2 separate regions of the Sus scrofa genome follow, and region 1 is linked to region 2. The links are chromatin contacts, called in public Hi-C maps. All regions are on one chromosome and are shown on one strand. The core of a region is the stretch at or near the end of the contact, and the rest is flanking DNA. Distances in the headings are between cores, read along the strand shown. Region 1 has its middle 84 kb from the start of CHSY1. Region 2 has its middle 140 kb from the start of LRRK1.

Region 1 (3,864 bases), core at 906-3,405, 83 kb before region 2:
GGCTGTGGCATAGGCCAGCAGCTACAGTTCTGATTCGATCCCTAGCCTGGGAACTTCCATGTGCTGTGGGTGCGGCCCTGGAGAAAAAAAAAATTAGATTTGGGGATGGGCCTTTCCTTTTCCCAAAAGGATGTTGCTTCCAGTAAAAGCTCACCAGGCCCAGTTTCTCTGAGGTGGATTGTCAGCACAGTTCCTGGTAGGCCATATCCAGGGGTGGCTGTGACACTTATGTTGGCCGCATAGCTGGCTAGGAAGTGCCATCCAGTCCCACCATCCTGCAGGTGTCATGGGGCGGGCATGGCCGCTGTGCCTGCCCAGGGCCTGGCTAGGGTGTCAGTGTCCACTTCACCCCCTGGGGAACCCTCTATTAGCCCAGGCCCTGCAGAGCCAGGCCACCATCGTCGCCTCCCGGCTGGGGGCCTCACCTGCCCTTTCCCTCAGAGTTGTTGCTGCAGTTGCTTTGGGAGGCGAGTTCATCAGAGAATCACCCTGCTTCACTAAAGCCTTGCCCCTCTCACCCTCAGAAGTGAACGGTCAATGCACTTCCGAGGCCCTCACTCCTTTCTTTGGCCCCCACAGTGGTCAGTCTCGAGTTAGAAGGCAAATATGCACAAACCACAAAATTGGGGAGAAAATGTGACACATGTGGACTCTCATAGGTTTGATACTAAAATGCTGCAGATTGCCCACAAGGGTGTAGCGCTGCCAACACTGAAGACAGAGGCCACACAAATGGAATCCACTTGCTGATCGTGACACTGAAAACACAAGAAACCACCATGTTGGGTCCTGAATGGTGAACAGGGATCTGATCCTGATGGTCTGGGAGTGCTGCTGAGGGCTGCCCAGCGGCCTCTTGTAGGCACCTGGGCAGACTGGAGAGCCTCTGCCTCTCAGCACAGCAGCCCAGTGGGGGTGGCTGCTGGCAGCGGCTCCAGGAAAGGTCACTGTGCTGGGCACCCTGAAGCCAGGGTGGGGGCCGGGCACGGAGTCTGAGATGGTGACCCATCTCACTGAGAGCTATTTCCTTATAACCCATTTGATACTCCAACCTGTGCAGATAGAAACCCATGAGAGTTCAGGTGAAGGACAGCGACAGAAAATATAAAGAACTGGGTGAATTTCGAGTGCTGGGTTTGTCACTGCAGAGGGGCAAGGAGCCTCAGTTCCAGCAGACAGGTTTGTGTCAGTGGTGAGCTGGTGAGTACTGGCCATGACAATGGCTGGGGCACAGCCATTCTCAGTTCTACATTCAGTGACATCTTGCTGGTGGCCTCAAATTGGCTGATGTGGCAAGAATATTTACACCCCAGGAAACGGTAAACACTTCCAATTAGACTTTATTTATTTATCTATTTAAATTTTTTTACAACCGCACCCACAGCATATGAAATTCCTTGGCTAGGGGTTGAATCAGCACTGGGGCCGCAGGCCTACACCACAGCCAAAGCAACACCGGACCCTTAACCCACTGAGCGAGGGAGGCCAGAAATTGAACCCACATAAGGACTGTCATGGACACTATGTCAGGTCCTTAACCAGCTGAGCCACAATGGGAAATCCCAAATCAGGCTTTATTTATTTAACTATTTTTGGAGTTGGATTTACCAGCACAGCTCTGGTTTGCACTGATTTGGGTCAAGGCCATAGGCGATGGGTCAGCCCCAGCCAGTCTGTCTGCTGCTATGTGACCTCAGCTTCCTCCTCTGAAATGGGCACAGTTGCGATTACTTCCTAAGACAGATGAGAGAGTTCCCAGGACCTGGTGCCCCTCCATCACTGTTTCAGTTAATGTGTCACCCCCACCCCACCTCCCCACCCAGAAATCTCAGTTACTCAGACTCCTTCCAGACCCGTATCCGGTGACTCATCAGCTCCTTCCTGTCTGTGGTCCGACACTGTCACCGGGATGGCCCTTCCTCCCAGCCCGGCAGCTCCCCACCAAGCTGATATGAAGGGCACAGCCTGCCCTCTTCCTGCTCCTCCAGGCCAGCCTTGTCTCGCACTCTTCTTCCTAAAGAAACACACGTTATCTGGATTCTTCCGCTGAGACAGAACACCTTTATCAACGTTCAAGCCTGGCTGCCCTAAGGCTCCTCTTGGCCCCGCCTCCATCTGCCTTTCCAATGCTGAGCTCTAACCCCTGCCCCCAGCACAACACCTCCCCACCAAGACAGACAGGAAATTCCTCTTAAAACTCCGAGCTTTGCCCATGGAGCCTCCTGGCTCTGGAATGCCCATCCCCCCTTTCCTTGGGCAAACGTGGAGATTTTGTGGCCATATACCACTCAGTCCAGCCTTCCCAGGCTCTCAGGTGGAGTTTTGTCCAGCCTCCTCACCCTATCCAGGCCCCTTTCCTCTCATCCTTGTAGGTTCCAGCTCCTCGCTGGGGGCTTCTATACGCCATCGGCTTGGTTCCTGGCGGACAGAGCAGACCGGCCGACACCAAGGCTCACTCATCTTTGGGACCCACCAGGGGCCTTGGCAGTTCATGGTGTGCAGCCAACGTCAGTTTCTCTTTACTTCTATTCTAGGCTCTTGGTGGGGTTGTTTGCCAAGGGGAAATAATCACCAAGATAAAATATTTCTATACAGACAGCCTGGGGCATCCAGTTTTTAGGTGAAAACAAATAGTTTTTGGTGTGAGAACAAGACTCTTACTTCAGAGATGTGGAATGTGTTTCCTCTTGAATCATTAAAGTAACATTTATGGAACATTTGTGGAACAGTTACTAAGTGCCAGGCACTTTATTTAAATTACTTCATTTCCTTAATCCCTCAGTTTACAGGGGAGAAATGGAAGCACAGAGAGCTGAGGCAACATGGCCAAGGTTGCGGAGCTAATAAATGGCGAAATCAAATTTCAAACCAGATCAGCCTTTTTCCAAAATTCATGTCTGGGAGAGGTGGGATTAGGCAGGAATCAGTGTATCTACTTGTCAGGGAGATTTAAATCACTCAATCTAAAGCATTCACTGATTACCAGGAAATGGGAGCTTACTGAAGAGAATGTCTTCAGAGCCATAGGAGAATAGCAGAACTCATAAATACTTTATCTTTCCAATTTTTCTCTGCCTTCTTAAAAGGCTAAATTATTTTTAATTTTTTAAAATTATTTTTAAGATTCCAAAACATGCGATACGATATAGACACAGTAAAAACATTTTTTCCCCAAAATACACAGTATTGAGAAGAGTTTTAGTTCCAGTAACAGTAGAGTATCTTGTATCAGACTAACCCTCCCATAGATAGCAACAATAAACTATGGAAAAAGTAGCCAAAAAACCACCAAAAAACCCCCAACCAACCAAACAAAAAAAAAAAACTATTTGAAGTACTAGAGACTGACCAAGATCAGGCAGATGCTGGAGGAAATTCGACCCTTGAAAAAGAGAACTGCTTATTGTTACAATCATTTATAGTATATTTCCTGGAGGGCACTCTTCAGGCCACAGAGCACTGGGGAATTAGGACTGGGAAAGTTCCATTGTGATTGGCTTGAGGCATCAGAGAATGGAGTTTGGAGCTGAGAGACCAGCTGGAAGTGAAAGATTGAAATCCTAGGAGGCAGGGAGACATGGAGGGGGGACCCTCAAATCTGCACATCACTTTCTTCCCACTTCAGTTACTCCTGAACTGTCCTTGCTGAGGGGAAACTCCAAGGAACACAGTGGAAAGAAAGAGCTATAAAAGCTAATCAGAAATTTCAGCTGCTTCTCATGTCAGGGAAGGCTGAGTTCAGAGTTTAGAATTTCACCAATCAGAAGAGCGTCACAGATACCTTGGCATGTCTGAAACTCCAAATGGGCCATGTACTGGGAGCAAGGACTATATCTCAGATTTATCATAAAATCAAAACAGACT
Region 2 (4,357 bases), core at 1,774-4,273:
AGCCACAGGCCAGCTGTGTCCCTGGCCTTGGCCAGGCCTATCCAGTGCCTTCTTCCGTTCCTGGTCCCTGTGGGACAGTCCTCACAGGTCCACCAGTGAGTGGGCCACAAAGTATGGGGAGGCCCCTGCCCCCTCCTGCTTTTTTCACTGAGGCTGGGCTAACGAGTCCTGTTCAAGGTTGAGCTCAGAGGGCCACTTATTTCAGTGGAGGGACCCTGATTTCCTAGACTCACCTGCCTCCCTCAGTATCCTCAGCCATTCTTGGCTCTCCCCTGCCATGCTGGAATGAGGGGACCCATACAGATCCTGAGGTCCCAAGAGCCCCCAGTGGCCCGAGGTGTCTCAGAGGCTGTGGTATAAGGGGCAGGCTGTCCTTTGCAGAACAGTGTCTATAGGGACGAACTGCAGATATGCTTCCAGCTTTGGTGCTGAGAAGCTCTGATGTATAGCTGAGAACAGTGCAAGGATTAGTAGGTCCCAGCCGTGAGGACTGTGGAGACTTTATGGTTCCAGAAGTTGATTGTGTTGAGACTCTCACAGGGAAAGATTTTGGGTTTCCAGACTTCCCCTCCACTTTTTTTTTTTTCCTGTTTCCAATGTGCCTCTGACACTTAGCCAGTGCAACCCCCAAGAGTGGACGCAGGGCCCTACTGGGGCCTGCACTTGGGCCACAAGCCAGAGACGAAAGCATGTGTATGCACACACACACACATACAAAGCCACATGTCATATACAACACACCACACCAGTATGTACACACACCACATCCCTGTACCACACACACACACACACCTGCACACCCCCCCCAGACCCACACCCCCACCCACCCACCCACACTCACACATACACACTTCACACATATACACACATGCACACACACATACACACACACATACACACACATGCATACACACATACACACACATGCATACACATAGAAAATACTCTTCACAAGCCTGTGGCATATGCAGAAAAACCAAGTTACTTTTACAAATATTTCTAGATCAAAGGAAAGCATACTATCCATAAGAAAGTTCCGAGAAGTCCAGAGAAGAAAGTCTCCTGGCCTCCCCTCCAGCTGCTCCCCCCACACCCCAACCCCAGGCACACTGGGGATCCTTTGGGCCTCCGCCTGCCCAGTGGCTTGGGTGTCTCTGTTTACACATGTCCACACACAGCCACAAGGGTTCCTTCTTCCCTAGTTGGGGTCATACTTGGGGATACTTGGTAAAGTAAACTCATCAAGCCCACAAACTCTTCTCAGAGGGCCAGGAGCCCAGGGGCCTCCATTTCTCTGCGTCCCTGGAGGCTGGGCTGGCGGGGCAGGCAGGAGGGCAGGGGCTGGGCCTGCTGGAGCAGGGCGCCCTCTGGCCGAGGGTGAAGGGACTGCGCCTGCCAGCCTAGAGAAACTGCAGGAAGGTAGAGAGGCTCTCAACTCCCTTCTCCTGGGCTGGGGGAGGGAGGGCAATTCTTTTATGTTGGGAAACAGCAGGTCTTTTTGGCCAAGCCCCCAGCAGCTGCCTACCATGGTTGGCTGGTTATTTCTCTGCTGTGGGAGAGGCAGGGCCCAGCCATGGTTCTTATTCAAGGGCGCCACCCTCTCCTTCTGGGCTCTAAGGATGCCTGGGGAGGCACTGCTTTCTGAGAGGGACCCCTGCACTCTGACCTCCACATTCTCCCTGCTCAGGGTCCACCCACCAACCTTCCCTTAACATGTAGGTCCTCTGGGGCAGCTGCTGACCTTGAGGGGCAGGAGCGGGTAGGGAGGGGGCCATCCAATCATGATTTTTATACACCCCCTGCCCTGCTTCAAGCAGTTGGGATTCCTCTTTAGGGTCCTGTTGCCCAGGGAATTGGGCCCCTCAGCTCTAGTCCCTGTGTTGGGGACAGCTGTGTGCAGGAGCTAAAGAGGGACAAGGCTGTGCCTCTTGGCCAGGTCTCCACACTGGCGTGAGCGGAGGTAAACAGGAGGACAGACAGGCTGCCCCACCAGGGTCCGACACTACCCCCAGCCCCGATGGTACCACCATGAGGGAAAGTGTGCCAGCTCTTTGCATGTGTGTTTGTGTGTGTGAGAGAGAGAGAGGGAGAGAAAGACAGGAGTCTGCAGCCCTGCTCTGTGGATGTCACCTAAGAAGCATCAATAGGAAAGGACCGGAGGCCTGGGCCAGGACCTGGCTCAGGCACTTCCCCTAACCCACCCTTGAGAGGTGTTGCCCCCAAGGGCCTTTCATGCTCACGCCTTCCTCTCCATAGCAGAGAGGCAGCCCATGAACACATCCTTACCACCTGCTGTTGCAGGCCTGTGTGGGCACCTCCTGGACACACACACACACACACATGCATGCACACACGCACGCATGCACGCACACACACACACGCACTCCCTGCTGGGACATAGAGACCTATACTTTAATTTACCCTTGTTGTGTGCCTGGAGCTTGAGAAGACTGCCCTAGGCCTTTAGGGCGATTGGCAGAGGGAGGGTTTGAACCGGGATCTCCCTCTGTCTCCAGAGCCCGCCCCCACCACCACACGGGGGACCAGTGACTCCCTTAGTCCTCAGCAACCCTGAAAGGGAGGTTTGGGGTGGAAGCCCTGGGCATTGGCTTTTGGGGTTTAGCGAGGTCGACCATAGGGCCACGCAGAGATTCCCGTCCCTGGCCCTCAGGGTGTGGCCTTGGTTTCCTGAGGATGTCTCCAGCTTACAGGTTGGGCTCAGGGGCCTACTGAGGCCATGGGACCTTTGCTAATGTTTGAGAGGTGGGCTGGATGGAGGGGCTGGAGGTCCCTGGATAGGGGCTGCGGGGGCCAGCCTGCTAGAACAAGGTGGACGGAGGGCAGCCCGGTTGGCTCTCTGACTCAGGCCCCCATGTGTGCTCGCCACATGGCGCTAGTTCAGGGCTTTCTCAGTTCTGATCCCTGAAAATGAAAGTGAAGGAAAAGGAAACTGTTAGTATTAAAGGACAGGAGTTTGGGGGATGGGCGGACTTGCTGGAAGGAGTCCAGCTCCTGGCTGTTGAGATGGCAAAGACCCCACCCAGCAGGCCTCCGGGGAAGGATGGCTCCCTCACTGTTTCGCTGGCTTCACTCCAGCACATCCTGGCCTCCTCAGACTCCGCTGAAGGCCACAAAATGCCTAGATCAAATTTAGGCCCTTGTTATAAATAAAATCCAGATAAAAGTTAATTTATTTTCACTTCTCCAGCTGCACTTGGTTTGAGGCGTCAGTGACTCTTCCCAGCTATTGCGGAGGTGGAGGTGTTGTCTGATTCCTCCTGATACATCTGCCTCTTCTGTTGAAGCTTCCGCCTCCCCTCCCCCCTTCTCCCTGCCCTGCTCCCCCAGAATTCCCCCTGCTCTCCCAGACTTGAAGATGGAGGGTGTGTTCTAGTTCGGGTGGGAGGATGTAACCTCATTCTGTGCAACACAGAGGAAGTGAGAAGCTGGCTCCTCGTCCATGTGTCTGGGCAGTGGACGCCAGGCCAGTCTGCAGAATTGTTTAGGATGCTCCTGAGGGACCTGTGTGTGCATGGAGGCCACAGGCAAGACAAGCAAGCTCTGGAGATTTGAAACACGCCCTGTCCCATCCCACCCACGTAATTTTTCTTCCCAGCTTTTTTGAAGTGTGATTGACAACAAAAGTTGTACACGTTAGGACATTAGGGATACAACATGATATTTAGATACACAACATGTATGCTGTGAAACAGTTACCACAGCCAGGGTCACCAACATGGCCCCTGTCTCACACAGTTACCACATTTTTTGGGTGTGGTTAAGACCACCTAAGATCTCTCTTAGCCAAGTTCAAGTACACAGTGCATTCCAATCAACTGTCATCATCATGCCGTATATTAGATCTCCAGCACTTATTCATCTTATGACTGGAAATGTGTAACCTTTGATCAACATCTCCCCATTCCCCTACCCCACCCCCAGCACCTGCTGACTACCATTCTGTTCTCTGTGGCTATGAGTTTGACTGTTTTATATTTCGTAAATAAGTGAGATCATGCAGTATTTGTCTTTTTGCCACGGGCTTGTTTTGTTTAGCATAATGTCCTCATGTTGCAGCCCCCAGTGCTGCAAATACAGCATTTTCTTCTTTTTTTAAAAAACTAAGTAATGTTCCATTGTAATATATATATATATACCACATTTTTCTCATCCATTCATCTGTTGATAGACACTTAGGTTGTTTCCATATCTGGGCTACTAGGAATAATGTTGCAGTGAACATAGGGGCAGACATCTCTTCGAGATATCAATTTTATTTTCTTTGAATGTATACTCAGAAGTGGAATTGCTGGATCATATGGTAGTTCCATTTAAAAATTTTTTTCTTGTCTTTTGT

Evidence for each region. Hi-C and Micro-C count contacts between places; a contact is called where the count stands out from the background.
Region 1: a Hi-C map of alveolar macrophages shows a contact between it and region 2, with 1.6 times the contacts expected there. The contact joins two enhancer-like sites. A contact is called at or near these places in 4 of 47 Hi-C or Micro-C datasets (alveolar macrophages, blood and liver) and 1 of 2 datasets of contacts at active chromatin or transcription factors (alveolar macrophages).

Annotation. Positions count from the first base shown.
Region 1 is chr1:139,718,477-139,722,340 of Sscrofa11.1, reverse strand. No RefSeq gene overlaps it. Among named protein-coding and RNA genes, the nearest start is that of CHSY1, 84 kb to the left of the region's middle. Within about 2 kb of position 2,155, at least 33 of the 83 cell types and tissues checked have an H3K27ac peak or open chromatin away from gene starts, as enhancers often do. A contact at or near this core is called in alveolar macrophages and liver, where this site is marked.
Region 2 is chr1:139,635,902-139,640,258 of Sscrofa11.1, reverse strand. No RefSeq gene overlaps it. Among named protein-coding and RNA genes, the nearest start is that of LRRK1, 140 kb to the right of the region's middle. Within about 2 kb of position 3,023, at least 27 of the 83 cell types and tissues checked have an H3K27ac peak or open chromatin away from gene starts, as enhancers often do. A contact at or near this core is called in alveolar macrophages and liver, where this site is marked.